2 separate regions of the Mus musculus genome follow, and region 1 is linked to region 2. A link is a contact called in public Hi-C data. All regions are on one chromosome and are shown on one strand. The core of a region is the stretch at or near the end of the contact, and the rest is flanking DNA. Distances in the headings are between cores, read along the strand shown. Region 1 has its middle 3.2 kb from the start of Gm26204. Region 2 has its middle 45 kb from the start of Glt28d2.

Region 1 (3,410 bases), core at 482-2,981, 69 kb after region 2:
AAGGGGGGTCTGCAAGATGGCTTCAGGTTCTTGCTGCCACAACTAGATATCTGAGCTCCATCCCTGGAATCAACTTTGCAGGATGGCTATCCACACAAAACACACCAAGACCAAGTTCTCAGAACAAAGACTTATCTGCCCCAGAAGGACAAAGGGCAGTGAATAAGAGACAAAGACAAGAGACAATGATAGAGGATGAAGGAAAAGGAACAAGAGATGAGGGGAGGAAGGGTATTAGTCCAAGAGGGACAAAGGACTGCCTCCGGATAGAGAGGAGACAGACATGGCCCATAGGCAAATGACAGTTTATAAAGGTAGTAGGGGAAACCGAGTTAGGATGAGGTGCTTAATTTTGGTTAGACGTGTTAATTAGGGCAGCCACAAGGGGATTTTTGATTTCTGGACCTCAATACTTTGATAGCTGGACTTTGGTAGTCAGTCCCCAAAATACAGAGATAGACCTTGGTGGCTAGATTTAGGGATGTAATCTAATGGATTTTTAGCAAGGCAGAGGGAATAGGGTAAGGCCTGTCAGAGCCAAGTTTACCATGCTGGGCCTACTAGAGCTCTTCAAAGTTGCTGGAAAGAGAGACCGGACTTCTTTCTGTAAGTTGTCCTCTAACCTCCCCCATGTACACCACAACACATATGCATACTCACAAAATGAATAAATATAACAAAATGTTTCATAAGGAAGTAAATAAAAAAGAGAAAACAATGACTTCCCAGGGGATCAGCCTGGCAGGGAGGGCGGGATGAAGGAGATTGAAGAGATGGGGTAACACAGTGCTTCCTGGCATGCCTCGCTTCCTGGTATGCTGCACTAACAAGGGTACAGCTTCACTTCTACGCTCTATCAAGGAAGCAGGACTTGATTCTGACCATGTGTCAGGAAACGTGAGCCGCAGGCTAAGGGTCACCGACAGAATGTGGGATCTGGACTTCATGTAAATTAGAGGACAAGAAAAAGAGAGAAAGACTTTGAGGATTCTCCCAGACTGGGAGATGACTAAATGCAACATGTATTCTGGATGAAATTCTGGGCCAGAAAATAAAATGAAATATCATGGAGACAGCTGATAGGAAGTGTGAGTGAGGCTTGCAGACTGAGTGGTTGCTATGAATTTATGTTCTCTAAACATCCATTGTAGTTAAAGGCTGAGTCCCCAGGGCTTGGCCCTGGTATTGGAAGGTAGTGAAACCTTTGGGAGATGGGACCTAACAGAAGGTCCTAGATCACTAGAGTATGAGGTATTTCTGACCCTGCCTGGCTAGGAATTCTTCATGAAGGATTTGTATAGTAGATAATTGCCACAGCCTGCACAGTGTTGGGACTGTCCTGACTGGGACAACGGGGACATAAAGAAACAAGAGAGAGAGAGAGAGAGAGAGAGAGAGAGAGAGAGAGAGAGAGAGAGAGAGTGAGTCAGGTGGGCTGTGCACTCTGAAGGAAATGTACTAATAACAACCCTGCTCAGTGTGGTCCATGCCTTTACCCACGACTCCAGGAGGCAGAGGCAGAAGATCTCTGTCAGTTCGAGGCTGGTAGCCTGGTCTACAGAATGAGTTCCACCATAGCCAGGGCTACACAGAGGAAATCCGGTCTCAAAAAGCCAGAAAAACAAAACTAACCAGAAACTCAGCACATTTTTTATACAAAGCAAGAGCAGAGGAGTAAGCTGGCTAGCTGTTCTCAGTAAGAGGTGTTAGCATTCTATCTAAGCTCCACCCCACAGTTACCTGGCAACAGCCAGGTAGGCCTGACCCACTATAAAAGGGGCTGTACAGATGCAGGAGAGCAGACATGAATCCTGCTCCCGGGACAACCAGGCTGCAAGGATGTGCACATGAAGCTGCCAGAAGTAATGTTAGCTTTTGAAATTCCAAACATATAAACACCTTTTCTCTTTTGTAATGCTATCCATTCTCCTGGCTTGAGTTAAGCTCCTTCATCAAGAATTAACTCCCAGTAAGGATCATGGTGGCTCACACCTTTGATTCCAACACTGGGGAGGCAGAGGCAAGGCAGGGGCAGGAGGAGCTCCGTGAGTTCTCCAAAGGGAGTTCCAGGACAGGCAGAGCTCAAGCCCATTCTCCCATTTCTCTGATTTTCTGTCTCCTTTATTCCTTTTGTATCAGACACATTTGGGGCGCTTTAGGATACTCTGGCTTTATATTGCTATGTTTTGTGTGTCCACACTCTGCCTTCGTAACAACAATGCACCTCTAGCAGCTGTTGTCAGTTGCCTGAGCATGAGCATCACATTCGTCAAGTAACGGCCTAAACTTAAAGCTTAAAACAACAGGTCTTTTCCCTCAGTAAAGGCCTGCACTGTCTAAAGTCACTCATTCCCTTGTCTGTCTTCTTTCTAGCTTACCCACATGGCCCACAGGAGGAGTCAGTATGTGAGCTTTCCTCCTGGGATCCTAAGTTTCTTTCTCTCCTATTTCCCCCTCTAACCTTCCCCCACTTCCTTCTGAGAAACTCAACAGGGACTATGTGGCTTTTATTTTAATATTAAATATAATAGGCCTATGCTACAGCGATGCTAAAATGTCAACAAACTACACATATGTTGTCAAAACTTCAAAACTGCCTCTGCCTCTGCCCTCTGCCCTCTGCCCTCTGCCTCTGCCTACCAAATGCTTGAGGATTAAAGGTATACACCACCATGCCTGGCCAATCTTAACCTTTTTAATATCCTCCCTATGTATGAGACATAATTTTGCAACCAAAACTCAAAAGCTACAGGAATTAACTTCAAGAAATATGAGACAACCTTATTAAAACCAATCTTTACTCTCTGATGTCTTCACTGAAACCTGCTCTAAAACAAAAAGCCCCGAACCTTCTAGATTCTCTTCTAGTGCTTGTTCTGTCTTTAACTCTTTTATTTACTGTCTACCACTCTACCTGACCACGCCATACCTACCTACACCTATCTCTCCAGTCTCATGATCTTTTTTCTCTTGCCAATCATACATCCTTGTGGGGTTCTGGAAGTTATCTGGGCATCTACGCTGCTGCAAGGGTTCTGGTGGGTACTCCCAGAGTCTGGCTCCCTCCCTTCTGAGTTTCTGCCCTTACCAGAGTGTCTGTTCTTCTTTCCCCTCACCTTGAGAAGTTTCTGAGTTCTCCTAGACCCCTGCTTGCCTTTTTTCATACTGATCTTTGAGTTCACCCATTTCCATAAAGTAAATTGAGGCCCACAAAAATGTTTGTCTTCTCTCTCCCTGCTCTAGGCCCACTTGTCTTGTCAAACTAATCCTCCCTGGTGAGCACCACTCAATCTTGCCCATCCAAGGATTCCTCCCTTGGCTGTCTTATTCTACTCTTAAGTCATGTCTTCTAGTTGCCTCTATTACGATGTAATCAGGTTAATAGAATTTCCTGTATCAGAATAATGAGG
Region 2 (3,225 bases), core at 351-2,850:
TTATAAAGGGAAGCCATGGTTGGTGGTAGCACAAAGATTTACTAACTGTATATGAGTAACTGTTTTTTACCTGCACAGATTATCAAATATGGGCTATATAATATTCCTGCTCTGAAACAAAGTTTTTTTCAACCTTGAAGAATAATCATTTCTTTGCTAAAATGTTCATCTCTCAAATTAGACCTAAGATGACCTTTAACCTAGGATAGTGGATCTCAATCCGTGGGTCATGGACCCCTTTGCAGATCTAGCAAGCCTTCCACAAGGGTTACCTAAGACCATCAGAAAACACAGATATCTACATTATGATTCATAACAGTAGCAAACTTACATATTTTTAAATGTACCTGCATTTCAAAAATGTCAGTAATTATACTGTCATAATAATATATCTTCAACTTTCAAAAGAAATGTAACTTTTCAGCCATACAATTTCAAAAATATATATTCTCCTATATTGGGAGAAAATTAAACTCTTAAAATGCAAAAATTGGGGGTTTAAAATAACCACCATAAGACTTCTTTTATTTCATAGTATCCATAAAATAAATACTAATCTGTTGTAATATGTAAACAGATGGAGGATGCTGATTCCAAGCGTATGAAAGAGTCCCTCCTCACTCCCTCTCCAGTATCATTAGTAAACTGTTGTAGCTTGGGGCTGCTCCACAACAAAGGTATTAATACTGTAAGCCATCCTGCTTCAACACTGTTCTACTTTGTGCCTTAGAAACCACCCCTGCAAGTTGACACTGGAGATAAATCAGGGAGATTAACACAGTGTTACCTTGAAGAAGCAATTAAAAAAGGCTGAAAAGCAGCAACTAAACCCCAAACCATTTGCTCCCTCACAATAGGAAGCTGAAGATAATCTTATTTGCTAAACATAAATCACTGAGATCTAGCAAAATTCCTAAATGATATTCCAGGTGGAAATGCTGCAGAGCCCAGAGCTGGCTACAGAATCATTTACTTCCAGCTCTGAAAACAAACTGGACCAGTTTGTCTGGTGGCTTCTAAGAAAATGATCATTCAAACCAATGGGACAATCAGAGGAAGGGCTTCCCTGGGGCCGCATATTCTCTCTTTTTGTCCCCACCCTCAGCAGCTTCTAGCAGTATTAGGTTTCTGGCAAACAAGTTTGCCTCCTCCCTCCTACCTCCTCCCTCTTCCCTCCTCCTTGCCTATGTTAAAGCCTTTAGACAATAGAAAGCAAATTCCATCAGTTTTATATGTTTTGAGGGTAAATTCACATTTTTTTACTTGAGATAGAGGGAGTGTGTGTGTGTTTGTGTGTGTGTGTGTGTGTGCATTTTTTCCATCCTGACTCTGAACTCTCAGAGGTTGTACAGGCAGGCTCTCACTGAGGCAGCCATTCCTGAGGTCCTTGTTCACATGCAGCCTGTTGGCAGCAGTCTGGCTGGCTTCTCTTTCCCTTTCCTCATGTTAAAGTCCCTGGGACAGAGAGGCTTTGAGAACATGTTTATTAAAGGTGCAACGTTAAAAGCAGAACTGTTTCGGAGGTGCTGCTGAGTGGTGGAGGAGACTCACTCTTCCTGGGGCTCTTTCTCCTGAATAGCATGGGAAATGCCAGCTCCAGATAGCGATCCACTGTGCCCCAGAAAAGCAACTGTGCTGCGTGGAGTGGGAAACGAGGAGACTGACCAGACAAAAGCCTGTGCCTGCATCAGACGAAAGCTTCATTTAGCTTTAAAGTTTACTGTAACAGGAAGCCCTATTAAATCTCGGCTCCCACACGTTTTAGATCTTTATTCCCCGGCTCTAGGTAGTCCTTCAGACTCACTGAAGGAACCAAGCACAAAATGTCCATGGAAACCTTGCTCACCTCTGCCAACAGCTACATTACAAACTGCTTCAGAACTCCCTTTGGTTCAATTTCTCCACTCATATGTGCTGGTCACACACACCACACACACCTCTTTGGCACCCCACAGGAACTGTTGCTTTCTTTATTCCTTCCCTAAAAAGCACCTGGTGAGGAATTTTCTAGAACTTGACTTCCTCACCAGACCTGGGCCTGATGCTGTTTGTTCCCCTAAAGCAGGTATTTGAGATTGTTCAATGTTATTTATACAAAGCTGGCTGGCTGCCAATTTTCCTCTGTCTCCCAGTTTCCAGCCACTGCACAGGGAGTTCCAGGACACCTGTAGATAGTCAAGGTGTAAAACTCACTGGCTTTGCCCATGTCAGCAAGCTAGGTAGCCTAGTCCTTAATATATGCCTGTTCTTATTCATTTAGCCTATATGGTTTACATTAACTATGGAAAGACAAAACTAATAACTAAACACATAAAAAACAGGCCTTATGTTGTACTCCTTTTTTGTTTGTTTGGGGGTTTTTGTTTGTTCGTTTGTTTTTATTATTTCAGATATTTATTTTTACTATGTTTGTTGAAACATTTTGCTTTTGTTGCAAATAAATTTTATTTTCATGTGAAATACTTTGATTACAGTTTACCCCTCCTCTACTCTCCCCAGTTCTTCCCCACCTCCCCTCCCATTTGGATCCACACACCCCCACCCTTCTGTCTCTCATTAGCTTCTAAGGCATACTGATAAAATATAATAAGATAAAACAAAAACTAATACATTGGAATAGAGCAAACAAAGGGGAAAGAGCCCAAGAAAAGGCACAAGAAACATATATAGTCACAGAGATCCATTCTGGAACTCCATAAAAGCACTAAACGGGAAGCCATAATATATAATCAAAGGACATATAAGATAAAAGATATATTTACATATATATGTATATGCATATTAAATACAACTAAAAATAAGGTAGACTTTAAAACAATAAAAATAAGCAAAGCCCCGACAAAACACTGAGACCAGGAGCCGGCAATGGTGCTGTTGAGTTTGCTTTCTGTCGGCACCTAACTGCTGGATGTGCAGCCAACCCATAAGAGTGGTCTGTTTCCCCAGTGAGACTCCTTTAAAGAAAACTAAATCTCCACTCACAAGCTATAAATTTGAGATAGCTTCTGGTTTGAGGATGGGGGCTCATGTCTACTTCTCCTTTCAGCTCTAGGACCCCGTCTGGTGCAGGCCCCTGCAGGCCTCATCCCCTCTGGCTCCTTCTGCCTACCCCCCTTCTACAGGGTTCCCTTGCTGGAGTAGAGGTATTTGGTGGAGACACCCCGTTTAGGTTAGGGCTGATTGTTCCCAGGTCTCTCATTCTCTGGGTGGTGCATTTCTAATCCC

What was found. A called contact is a pair of places that touch in the nucleus more often than the background predicts.
Region 1: a contact with region 2 is called in a Hi-C map of olfactory sensory neurons, with 1.7 times the contacts expected there. The contact joins two enhancer-like sites. A contact is called at or near these places in 4 of 39 promoter capture datasets (the 3T3-L1 cell line, the HPC-7 cell line, embryonic stem cells and 1 more), 5 of 484 Hi-C or Micro-C datasets (the HL-1 cell line, effector CD8 T cells, embryonic stem cells and 2 more) and 1 of 9 other capture datasets (embryonic stem cells).

The regions. Positions count from the first base shown.
Region 1 is chr3:85,909,935-85,913,344 of GRCm38.p6, forward strand. No RefSeq gene overlaps it. Among named protein-coding and RNA genes, the nearest start is that of Gm26204, 3.2 kb to the left of the region's middle. Within about 2 kb of position 1,732, at least 3 of the 459 cell types and tissues checked have an H3K27ac peak or open chromatin away from gene starts, as enhancers often do. A contact at or near this core is called in olfactory sensory neurons, where this site is marked.
Region 2 is chr3:85,840,906-85,844,130 of GRCm38.p6, forward strand. No RefSeq gene overlaps it. Among named protein-coding and RNA genes, the nearest start is that of Glt28d2, 45 kb to the right of the region's middle. Within about 2 kb of position 1,601, at least 58 of the 459 cell types and tissues checked have an H3K27ac peak or open chromatin away from gene starts, as enhancers often do. A contact at or near this core is called in olfactory sensory neurons, where this site is marked.